Regions from separate parts of the Mus musculus genome. Here all the other regions are linked to region 3. The links are chromatin contacts, called in public Hi-C and HiCAR-type maps. All regions are on one chromosome and are shown on one strand. Each heading gives the region's core, a stretch centred on a gene start, on an enhancer-like site or on the middle of the called end of the contact. The rest is flanking DNA. Distances are from core to core; before and after follow the strand shown.

Region 1 (4,042 bases), core at 22-2,521, 350 kb after region 3:
TCCTTGACTCAATAATAAAGAATACTGGAGAATGAAGAGGGAAAGTTTAAAACAGCTCTCAGGCTTATTTTGGTAAGGAATTAAGACTATGATTTCAAATTTTAAAGCTGTGACAAAATGAAGCCAGCAGAGCAAACCCTAATTGAATTGTGACTGTGCATGAAGACTGCACTTCTGAGGTGCGTGTGTCACCCACTGACAGTGATGTGCATCCCAGTATTTATATCTGACCGATGAGAAAGAAGACCGTGGTAACACCCAAATAAACATGTCTCAGAAGGTCACCAAGCCAAATTTGGAATGTGAGCTCGGGCAGTCAGGTTCCAGTCTTTAAGGCCTCAGTCCATGCTGCCCACGCAGCACAGATCAGTAACTAACTGGCACTACCTAGGCTTCTGTTTGCATGTCTGTAAAATGAGAGCTGTAAACTTACTGTGCCTTTAGGGAACTGTATTCACTTGTAAAAAAAGAAGTTTCTCCTCACAACAGTGGCAGAAGCAGCCTGGGTTTCTACTTTTTCACACAATTTGCTCAAGTGAAAACCCAAATGCAAGATGTTCCACTTTGTGGTCTTTCAGTGAACCAAACAGCACTTGTGAATATTAATTAGGCACTCACTGACATTCACATGGTGAATCTGTTATAGCTTCCCCTTGGTTACCTAGACAGGTGCCAGTTTATGCTTCAGAAACAAACAAGCCTACTTCATGTAAATGTGGATGTGTCTATTTCTTTTACAAGACTTATATAACTCAATTTGATGCACTGTTTTTTTTAACTCAGTAAGTTTTTAAAATTTAAATTCAGTGTTCAAATACTTTTGAATATGTTCTCAAGTCCAGAGAATGTTTATTTTTCTGTTATTATAATTAGCCTTTAATCCTAATTTTGTTCTTTATAATACATTTTCCTGTAATGTTACCTCAATTTTGTTTTACATACTAAAACACACAAACTGTTCCTGTACTGAATTGAATCAACACATTCATAAAAGAAAAAACAAACGCACGGGGGAGGAACAGTCACTACTTTTTAAAAATTGTCTTTGTTGATTCAGAGTAAAGAAACTGTGAATCTTTACTGGCTCAAACTTAAATTACACAGTAGAAATGACCCAACATATTCCCACACATCAAAGCTTAAACTTGCATTCAACTTGTAAAGTTAAACGGAAGAGAATGTTCCTGCGTCTAAGCATTAAAAGCTACACTAGGCAGACTGCTCTAGGGAAGCAAGTCTGCCCACAGCACATGTAGCACTGCTGAAACGATGCTCTGACAAGCTTGGTTGCAAACGCAGGGCTGGCCCTGTGCAGCTCACTGTCCTGAGCTCCTGAGCGGGCAGGCAGCACATGCTCCACAGCCTCACTGCAAATGTTATTCTCTAAGTGAGAACCAACAATACAGGAAACTGTGTGGCCACATTTTCTGATGCTGACATAAGCCATCACTGATCAGCAGGTCAAGACGGGGTGACCTGGTTCTCTGAGCTCAGTTTACAGCCCTTTCTGCTGACAGAGCAACTTCCTCCAACCCATCTCTACCACAGCAGAGCCACTGTCAAGCTGTCAGCCAAGCATGAGGTCTAAGAGACACTGGGATCTGATAAAAGCAATCCTATTTTCCAGAAAATTAAACCAAATAACCCAATGTCTGGTTCATTTGGCCTTTTATTTTCTCTGAAAACATTTTTAAATAGAATAACTCAATAAGCAACTGGGTACATGATCACAGGTTTGTTATTGTTTCTAATCTATTAAAAACTTAAATATGTGTGCTAGTTGAACATCATAAGCTTAAAGTTAGGAAACAAAAAGGTATTATAAGAGCACTAGTTAAAGAAAAATTGAAGTTCTAGGAAAGGGTCTGCTATTTCTTTTGAACTACATCATTGCCTCACTGTCTGTAAAACACACACACTGAGCAAAATATGAAACTGCAACTTCAGTCAAAAAACTCAAAATGCCTAAGCATGCCCTTACATAGATGTCACTGTTAAATAAGGCACAGAGAGAGAGAGAGAGAGAGAGAAAGAGAGAGAGAGAGAGAGAGAGAGAATATCTATAAAAATGCATTGCTATGCAAGGTCATACTATATGCTCTAACCACTGTGCTTGCCTGCTAGCCTGTATGAGTCAGAACATTAAAGCCAGAGCAGAGACTATTTCCATAAACAACCACAGAGTAAAAATGTTACAGCCTCTATTCTGCAGTCATTATCTTCATCATTTGTTTTTTTCTTACAGCTACCCTTAAAAGCATGGCCAAGGTTAGTTCTAGGTCTATATAGATAGGCTGTAGCTTAGTCATGTTAATGTCCCAGACTCTGAAGGTTATACTTAATAAACGAGACATGGATGAGATGAAATATGTATTTTGCTAATTCAAATTCATTAAAATGCCCATTAAGCAACTGGTTTCTATTAACTATCATAGAAAACGTCAGTCAGTGCTGACTGTCCTCAAGGACACTGCATTACATGTGGTGGTACTGGAAGGTGGGTCATTTGGGCATGCCCTTAAAGGGAAAACTACTGCTTTGGGCCCTGCCTCTGGTTCCTTTTTGCTTTCTGTTGAGTGTGTTCTGCCATATACTCCACCACGGCAAGATGCCTCATTAGAGAACCAAAGCAACAACCACCCCCAAACCTAGGCAACGTAGAACAAAATCCCTGAAACCAAGAGCCAAAATAAACCTTTTTTCTTGTAAGTCAATTATCACAAATATTTATAGTAACAGAAGGTAACAGAAAGCTAACAGTGCTTAAATCATGTCACATTTAAATTGGGCAAGTAACCTATCATTCCTTTCCTTCCCTAATTATACTGTAAATAAGAACTAATAAAACCAATCTCAGCTGCCACACAAAGCCAACAGGTAGGAATGACTCACTCAGGGAACTGCGTCCTAGCACTCTGCCTACACTACATCATACATCAACAGGACATGCCAGACCGAAAATTCCAAAACCCCAGCTCAGCTTCAGGATTCCTGGAGCAGCTACAACATGCAAACTGGTACTGAGTGGCTTGTGTATGAATTCTGCTTTGGTCTCTTTATGTACTGCCAAGAACATTCATTCAGTCTGGCCACAGCAAAACAGTCACAATTTGGGGGTTGCCACCAAAAACAAGTGACCACTGAGATGTAAATGCATGGGCTCCAAGGGCATTCGGGGACCGGTAAAGGAACAGAGGAGTGGAACCAAAGGTGCTACTGAGCTCAGAAGGGCCTCTTACATCTGCTGCGTAATTTATGTGGCAGAAACATTTCTCGAGCTAAAGACTTGCTAGGGGCTTGCCTGAACAGCAGCTGGAGACCCTCAGGAGCATCAAAGCCAACAAAAGTGGGAGAAACAGCAAAGTGTAAGCAAGGGAAAGACGCCTGTTGCTAGAAATAACACAATGCTTGTTACGCGGGCATACAGCAGTATTTTATGAAAAAAATGAATGCAAAAAAAGTTAAAGAGAATAAAGATTTTAAACTGCATATTTAGTTGAGATCAGCTGAGAAAGTAGACTTGGGCTGGCTCTCAAACAGTCTAGACAATGACAACCACCCATGGAGGATATCTAGAAGAGGACTGGGTTTTGGTTTTATCACTCTGCTCCTTTATCTATTCCTACAAACACAGGACATCAAAGACTAGCAGCATCAAAAATTGTTTTTGAGAACTGAAGGCACTGGTTGACACCCTCCAAAGTCTATCAAGCACAGAAATAAGCAAATGGAAACAAGGCATTTCTGTATGTTCTATAAGGCATGTGCCTTCCTGTCTCTCGTTTATGCCCTCCTCCTTTTTAATTCAAGGCTAAACAAATATATCTTTTAATCATTTTTGTGGACACGAACAGCTAATGTATATACAAATAAAAGAACCATGTTGGCTTACGACTCTTCTCAGTAACATCATCACTGGAATCAATTTTCTACAGGGATAACTGTCTTGCAGTACAGTGGCAGACAAAGGCTCTCAGAATAGTGCTTTTTAAAACCATAACTCCTATCATACATTGCTGGTAAGGTACATAATGAAAACAAA
Region 2 (3,789 bases), core at 1,207-3,706, 320 kb after region 3:
AGACTATTTCATTTGAAATTATTCAAATTAACAAACTCTCACTAAATGAAATCCTCCTCATTCAGCATTTTGCAATAAGAATAAATACCACAAGAGTCACTGGGTCACAAAGTGCAGCTATAGGTAATGCTGAGAAGGACATCGCTACATACATGCAAAGGTTCCTGTCCACTTTCAGAGAACCATGAAAGCAGCAGCTTTTTAAAATCTTACCAACAGACAAGCCCCAAACCCAAGACCACACAGAACAAACCCTGGGGCTTTGTGGGACTGAAGTATCACTGCCTTTTACAACTGCCACCGTACGAACCAGAGTGAAGACTTCATGTGCATGGAAACTTCCTTTTGCCAGCTTAGGGCCTCTGCATGGTAGGGCACATCAGCATTTCTATACTGTGGGGGAAAGTTTTAAACTCATTCTCTTAAGTAAAAGGTATGGTCCTGTGGAGAATTGCAGGCTGGTCTCCAGTCGAGCTGAGGTCTGAACCCCGATGGTCATAATTCACCTACATGACAAGGTAGGCGTTCCCTCATGTTCCTGGATCTCTGGCCCCTGCCTAAGGTACCACCTCCCACAGCCCCCACAAGAGAAGCATGGCCAGTAGTAGCTTCTGACCTTCAGGTTAAACTCCTCCCCAGTTACCTAGCAACAGTGAAGACCATAAAAAGGGGTGCTTAGCCCACACCTCGCTCTCTTATTCCTTTGTCCTTTCACCCTTCTTTTCTCTCACTTCTCTCTCTTCTTCCCTCTTTGTCTTCTTCTTCCCCCCCCCCTCTCTCTCCGTCCTTTCTACCTTCTCTCTTTCCCCTGCATTTCTATAATAAAGCTCTAAAACCATAGAGTCTCTGCTCTGCACCTTCAAGTTCCGCTGTGCACTCTGGTCAGTGTTGGGAACTTCTTCCCTCTTCCCTCTCTCCCACAACCCTGGTTTAGCAAAGTAGCTCCAGGGGTGGGGGTCAGGCAGGGCTGCCCCTTGACCACCCCCTGAAGAGTGGGATAGAGGAATGCCCACCCAGGGATGAGTGGATAGGGTAGAAAGAAGCTTTCCCACATCTGACTGACCAGAGGATAGGGAAACAGGTGGGGCGTGGGCATCTTTTTCCTTTTGTTCTGCCCCAGGGCCCCAGCCCCCCTTTTTAAATTTTGTTCCCAATATGGTCCTTTATATCTAAGGGTGTTGTAAACTTTTATTTGTTCCCTGGTGAAGATTGTCTGTGTGCTTATCAATCACCTCTGACCTTATCTATGTGGACTGCTGACTAACTGAGCAAGCTCTGCCTTCAGTTTCTAGAACAGACAAATTCAACATAAGGTAAGTCTACCAAGAAGCATTTCATTGGACAACAGGGCTATTTTCCCTAAAAGTAACTGATTACCTCTAACTACTTTGTGCTAATGGCAAACACCATGCTGCCTGGAACACACATGCCCCAGCCAGCCTTATGCTAATGGAAAGGAGACAAGGGCATTGGATCCCCTAGAAGTGGAGTTCCATACATATGTGAACCTGGGCTCTGGGAACCACACACATGCCTTCTGCAAGAGCACCAAGGGCTGTTAACTATTGTGCACTCTCTCCAGCTCCCAAGTTAAGCTCTTTACACTAAAGCACTAGAAGAGTTGCCTGACTGTAGCAGTCACAAGGCACTGTCTCAAGAGGAGTATTTCAAAGTACCATTACTCCATCCCTCAGCTCTCTGACCACTGCTGCCACTATGCAAGGCTACTGTGGAACACTTGTTCGGAGCACTGCCACTACTCTGCATGGCTACTGTGGAACACTCACCCGGGAGCACTGCCACTACTCTGTACTGCTACTACTCTTCATTGCTACTGTGGAACACTCACCAGGAGCACTGCCATTGCTCTGCATGGCTACTGTGGAACACTCACTGGAGCACTGCCACTACTCTGCACTGCTACTGTGGAACACTCACTGGAGCACTGCCACTGCTCTGCATGGCTACTGTGGAACACTCACCCGGAGCACCTGCCTTCCTTGCTGGGAAATCCAGGAAAGCAGCATGGACAGAAGCACACCCCTGTGAAGCTGACAGAGCTCTGAACATCTCACTGTGCACTCTACCCATGCATATAGGAATCTCTCTGATTCACACACTCACCACACACTAGTCTCAAAGCAGCTGATCATGACTTCTTGCTGACTAAAAAACAAAACATTATTTGAAAAACCACAACAGGAGCAAAAGGTAAATTTAGGTCCTTTCTTAAATCCAATAAGTATTAAAGCTGAAACCATTTTATGAGAAAACTACTGAAAAGTTATTTTTTAAAAAATAGCAAACTGACTCCAAAAGCTGAGTTCAGCAGATATTTTAGGGCAGATTGGTGGGTAACTAGGACAATAACTTTGTCCTGGTTCACAGCAATGGAGAAGACTGACATGGCTCTGGGCAGTGCTGTCAGACAGACACTGTAGTGCTAGATGTGCCACAAGTACTTACTGTTGCTCAGTCATCCAGGCCCTCAGTACTTAACACACTGTTGCTTGGTCATCCAGGCCTGTGCAAAGTGGTGTGGTTCCAGGGCTTACTCCACGAAGCATGGGGGAACATGAGAGCATCGTATTCTCTTTCATCTTTTTACTACCTGTCAATTTCCTAGAGTATGAAACGGAGCCTTTTCACTAAATCCCTTCAAAGTATATAAGTCTGAGGAAACACATGGAAGTAGGGGTGATAACTTACTGTCATCTCGGCCAGACTGAAAGCTGCTCCCCCTCTTCAGTGACGCTGTCTGACTGAGGTGGCCCAACACCGAGGGGCGCACATCGTTGTCTAGGTCGAGCATGGGGCTGTGCGGGCCTGGGTGACCTGGAGGAGAGATGGTATTCTGTGTGGTTTAATCCAGACTAGTGCTTCTTTACAGCTCTTCCTTGCTCAACCATTTCACTCTTTTAAGTAAAGAACGAAAGTAAAAATTTCCACAAATAGCTTTTGTTCTTCTATTTCTTGTGGTGCTGAGGATTAAGTCCAGGCACGCATGTAAAAGTTCTGCCACCAAGCTACTTGTAGCCCTAAATAGGTTTATAAAGTCAGTTTCATTATATTACATGTGGATAACTCGACCTACCATTCTGGCTTAATACCAAGTTCTAAGAGACAGCATGGTGGAATTAATGTGTAGTTTGAGAAAGCATGCAGCAAAATCAGGCATGGCGACACTGCAAAAGCAGACATTAAGAACTCAATGGCTACAAAACAAGAGCCATGCTTAGCTAGAAACGCACAGTCTTCCAGGCCGTGCTTCTCGTCCCTCTGCACACATAAAGGCCACAGCTCACACATGCTCACTCCTCTTCATCCATGTAAACTTCTAGCTCTAAAGATGCAACCACCACAGCTACTGCCTGGCCAGTGCTGCCCTAACTCAAACTGCTTTCCTCCTGCGCTGCCTCCACCATCCCTGGGGATGTGCTTCATGCTGCCAACTTCACGTTGTCTGTCAACGTCTTGTGCTGCTCACCTCCAAGGCAGCTCCCTGTCTCCTCGGGGAAAAGAACTGAGTGCTTCCTCTCTTCCCCACGTCCGGGCCTTCCACAGGCTACTCCCTCAAGATATGAGTGACTGATTTCAAGTTAGTTACTAAAAAACTGTTTATAATTCAATTTTAAAAGCATATGGATATTTTCAAGTTCTAAGGAAAAGTGCCATTTATAAATTAAAATAATAATTTGATGAGAATAAGGTGATATTTCTATGGCAACACAGATGACAGCTATTCAATACCATCTAACCAGCATTCACTGAGCAATCGTATGTGCATTG
Region 3 (4,192 bases), core at 419-2,918:
TTATACATATAGAAGAAACAGCAATGGCATTAGAGGTCATCTCCACAGAATGCAGGGGGCCAGGTGTCTTCAGTTCTAGGCAAGAAGAAACCTTGAGGTTCCAGGAAGTCTTGTCTGTCTAAAACAGAACACTGCCAGTAGAGGTCATATCTAAAAGCAAAGATGGCAAATGTGGTCTGTCCTGCCCACCACCAATATCTATGTGTAGGGATGGCTTGGTTCTTCTTAAAAAAAATGTAAATATTAACAACAAAAAGTCTTTGGTGTAACAAAAGTGTCTGCTGGGACATTATTATGTTAGTCCATTTCTGAGGGATAATTGTGTTTGTAACCCTGAGGGGTTTGCCTGAGGCCCCCAGTCAAAGAACACTTGACTGGTTGGTGAATCCCCCTGTGTTCTACATTCTTTTGCATGCCCAGCATCAATCCGAGCATACTGCTTACCTGTGGGAAGTGGGACAAGGGGAACAAACCTGCTGCTGAGTGATTGTTTCTGTGCTACACCTAACAATGCTCTTTGTTTCTATCCACAAAGCAGTAGCAAGCTGGCTTGGTAGCTTGTACACAGAGTAAAGTCAAATATCGACCAGTCTTTAATCTTACTGTAGAAACCAATTTGAATTTATTTTGTATTTCGTTCCCCAGACTACAGAGAGAGGCAATATGGATGATGTTTGTGTAGTATATCTCTATTTCCAGTTCTACAGAGAGCCTGTGCTGGACAAACTGGTGGATGTCCCTCAGTAAAAAGACGGGGAAACCAGCGGTATCTAAGCCTAAAGCTCTTCAAACATGCAGTTTGAAGGATGAACTGGCCTTTTGCAATGAAATATCCTTTTGGTTAAAATAGCAGCCATCAAATCCATAACAATGTATTGAGTACCTGCAGAACAGGCCTCTTTATGATTGGTTTCTAAAGTTATCGCATTTAAATGGTTGGCCCTCCATGTTCCAAGTCTCAAAGTACTTGCACATATATCCGTTGCTCAACAAAACTCGGTCATCTAAGACCATGTTGTCACCCCTATGTCTGGCCATCAGTGAACACAAGTAACAGCTGTGCTTTATTGAAGATTGTTCCAGACCCTCTTGCAGGCTCCTTATGCAAGCAAACTTGTTCACTACCATAGCAGCTTTGTACATAGGTAATACAATTGTCCTCATTTTATGGCTGATTAAAGTGAAGCACAAAGAGGTAAATATGCTCCCAATCTCCCTGCTCCTGTTTGGCAATGTTGGAGTAAGAAAGAGCAGTCAAACTCCAGATCACAGCACATACTACTAGAATGTACCATCTCAAAGAGGAAAATGAATCGAAGGAGAGAAAGCCATTGTGTAGAAACTGTCGGGGTAGCCAGGGGCAGAGCTGAGATCCATGCCTAGCTAGCTTATGAACGTTACTGGGACTCCAGGACAAAACCTACATCCAATAATCACAGTGTGCCCAAAGATGCACCGTGAGATGTTCCTGTGGTCTGAAGAGCTATGTAACTCTTCCATCTTGGGTTTCTGGTAACTCTCGACAATGTCCCCTGCCCAGTAGCCAATACTAATGTCACTTTCCAGTAGCCCACAATTTCCAATGAACTAGTTGTAGAGAGCTGGTTCTTACAGCCTAAGAGGTCTCCACTAGTGCCCTCAGCCTTAAGACGTGATTCAGAGACAGAGGTTCTGAAGCAAAGGGCAGACTGCTGGGTTCTAGTCCTAGCACTGTGTGACTCAGAGTCAGTCACTTCCTTTCTAGGAACATTTTCATCAGAGGGACGATGGGAACCAGAAGCCTCTGAAATCCCCATCTCCTCACTGTGTCCCCCTAGCACACATCTGTGACTGTTTTGGAGACCCCTTCTATATCCCTGAGTGCCTACCCTGAGCCTCTCCTGGGCTTCCCAATAAGTCATACACCAGGACCTTTTTGCCCTGTGTTTTATCCTCTCAAGACCCTGTGCTGATCTGTGACTAAGAATGCTTATCTCTTTATCACAGAAGCTAAATGGTTGTCGTTTCTTAATAATTCCCTTCTCCCAGGGGAACTCATGCCTCAGCCCTTTTCTTTTCTCTTCTTTTCTCTTCTCTTCTTTTCTTTTCTTTTTCTTTCTTGTCTTGTCTTGTCTTTTTTTTTCAAAGTAGAATTTTTATTAATTCTCTGGAAGTTTCACACCATGCTCCCCAATCATATTCACTCCCCAGCCCTGTGTTTGCCTTCCCAGTTGTGACCTCTCCCCTAAAAATATTTTAAAGATAAAAAAAGAGTAAAACATCTAATGTGTGCTATCTGCATGTACTCACTGGAGCTTGGCCAAACTCTCCCTAACCTGCCCTTAAACAGAACTGAGTCCTTCCCCTGCCGCACTTCCACCAGAAGCCATCAATCGTGGAGAGCTACATCAGCATCCTTATCATACTCTTGAGGTGTTCTCTTCAGTGGCTTCTAGTCTAGGCTGTTACTTTTGGGGAGAGAGGGGGTTGTGAGGGATAAGGGGTGTCACTGAAGTTTTCCACACTCCTCCCCCTCAACTATGTGTCTGCAGTTATTGATACGACAACCAAAGTAATCTCCTTGATCTTTGCCGTCAGTGCAAGCACAGACCATGTGCCTTCACACTGTTTCTGGAGACCATACTGACTACGAGCATGGTCCCCTCCTGCAGTAGGGGCCCAGACAAGTAGAACAAGGCCCTTGAAGGCAGCCCAGACCATCGACATCAACACAGCCTCTGGTGGCAGTGCAGGCCACAGATGGGCACATGGCAGAAGAGTGTGCCTGCCAGTGGATGTGTTGATGTCTGTGGCACGTGCTACCACCAAGGGTCATGCAGATGCCCATGGTCTGTGCTGTAGTCTAAGGCCATGCTGACATCCGTGGGTTGTGCTGTCCCTGGAGCCATACAGATATGAGTGGCCTGGACTGTCACCCAAGGCCATGCTGATGTTTGGGTCCATGCTGCCACCAAGGGCCATGCCTAGGTCCAAGGCCCTGCTGCAGTCAGGGTTGGTGTTGATGTTCGAGGCCCAAGTTACCATCAAAGGCCTTGTGGATTCATGGGCTGTGCTGCTACCTAAAGCCCTGTTGCTGCCCATGGGCTGTGCTGCTGCTGGGGCCCATGTCTCAACTCTCTTAAGTCACATCTATCAGAAGCTAATGCTCACCCCTGTCCTTTTAGAAACAAAAGCCGAGCTGGAGAAAAACAACCTTGCAAGTGTTGGTCTTTTGTTCCATGGTTATACAGAAGCCTGAATTTGCTAGCATTGTATTTATTGTTAAGTCATCAAACATGTATTTGTTAAACATTTACTACATGTACCCAAACCCTCCAATCCATCTCCACACACAGAAGGGTGACAAACCACACCGGGACATCCAAGAAGCCTCTCCAGTGGTCGGACCTGAGACTTTCATCCCAAGAGACTTGGTGGCTCTTCCTCGAAGCTCTGGGCCGGTGACAAAGATAGGCCAGTCAGACCACTTGTGTGCAACTGTAGCGTTGTCTTCTTCACTAATCCAGGAGCGACATATCCTCTGGAGGGAGCCAGAGGACTGTGGAAGAGGCCCCGACCATGCACAGCGACTTCTGCATGTGTCCTGCCATGGTCTCATGTTCTCTTCTGGATCAGAGTTGTGGCCAACTTCCTAAATCATTGATGTAAATTGTAAATAATCCTAAAAATAAGATTTTCTTTCTTTCCAAGTAGCTTATTTCCCCATGTTTAATGTAGAAATGGAATATGTATCCACTGGTAGCTCTTAATTTTAGGCAATACTTTCCGCCCTTTCAAAACCGATCAGTAGGCCCCTTTAGGCAAAGTGCTATTCACATTTGAATTCTGGTTGAGGCCTGCCTTGGAGTTCTTGGTACTTCCAAACCCAGTTCTTTTTGTCTTTCCCTTGATGTGGTTCAGAGAAAGGTAGTTTGAAATGGAGAAACTCTGTGACAATGACACTGGAAAATGAAGCCACCAGAACAGCCCTCACCTTCCATTTCAGGCTAGTTACCAGGCCAATGGAAGTGTGACTCTTCAGATGACTAAAAATATGAACGTATCACAGAAAGTCCTTCATGAGCCATACCTCTGATGACCCGAATGTGAGATGTGGTTGATTGTCTCAGAGCTTGAGAGAGTAAAAGAGAAAAGATGAGGAAGACCTCTCGCTCTTCAAGTTCAGGGGCTGGGTCTAAAATCAACTATCATG

Evidence for each region. A called contact is a pair of places that touch in the nucleus more often than the background predicts. HiCAR-type assays count read pairs that join an accessible place to other places.
Region 1: a contact with region 3 is called in a HiCAR-type map of Th17 cells, with 4 times the contacts expected there. The contact joins two enhancer-like sites. A contact is called at or near these places in 1 of 15 datasets of contacts at CTCF or cohesin (pro-B cells), 3 of 484 Hi-C or Micro-C datasets (B cells, bone marrow-derived macrophages and nephron progenitors), 1 of 115 datasets of contacts at active chromatin or transcription factors (Th17 cells) and 1 of 9 other capture datasets (adipose tissue).
Region 2: a contact with region 3 is called in a Hi-C map of Th17 cells, with 10 times the contacts expected there. The contact joins two enhancer-like sites. A contact is called at or near these places in 1 of 39 promoter capture datasets (hippocampal neurons), 4 of 15 datasets of contacts at CTCF or cohesin (CD8 T cells, the NIH/3T3 cell line, large pre-B cells and 1 more), 103 of 484 Hi-C or Micro-C datasets (3T3-L1-derived adipocytes, the 63-12 cell line, B cells and 64 more), 8 of 115 datasets of contacts at active chromatin or transcription factors (the 230-238 cell line, CD8 T cells, T-cell acute lymphoblastic leukemia and 5 more) and 1 of 9 other capture datasets (liver).

Annotation. Positions count from the first base shown.
Region 1 is chr13:30,911,835-30,915,876 of GRCm38.p6, forward strand. All of the region lies in intron 6 of Exoc2 (exocyst complex component 2), which reads right to left. Among named protein-coding and RNA genes, the nearest start is that of Hus1b, 34 kb to the right of the region's middle. Within about 2 kb of position 1,272, at least 66 of the 459 cell types and tissues checked have an H3K27ac peak or open chromatin away from gene starts, as enhancers often do. A contact at or near this core is called in Th17 cells, where this site is marked.
Region 2 is chr13:30,883,480-30,887,268 of GRCm38.p6, forward strand. Exoc2 (exocyst complex component 2) reads right to left here. Exons shown (of 28, transcript NM_025588.2): 12 at 2,710-2,835. Among named protein-coding and RNA genes, the nearest start is that of Hus1b, 62 kb to the right of the region's middle. Within about 2 kb of position 2,457, at least 2 of the 459 cell types and tissues checked have an H3K27ac peak or open chromatin away from gene starts, as enhancers often do. A contact at or near this core is called in Th17 cells, where this site is marked.
Region 3 is chr13:30,563,458-30,567,649 of GRCm38.p6, forward strand. No RefSeq gene overlaps it. Among named protein-coding and RNA genes, the nearest start is that of Uqcrfs1, 20 kb to the left of the region's middle. Within about 2 kb of position 1,669, at least 14 of the 459 cell types and tissues checked have an H3K27ac peak or open chromatin away from gene starts, as enhancers often do. A contact at or near this core is called in Th17 cells, where this site is marked.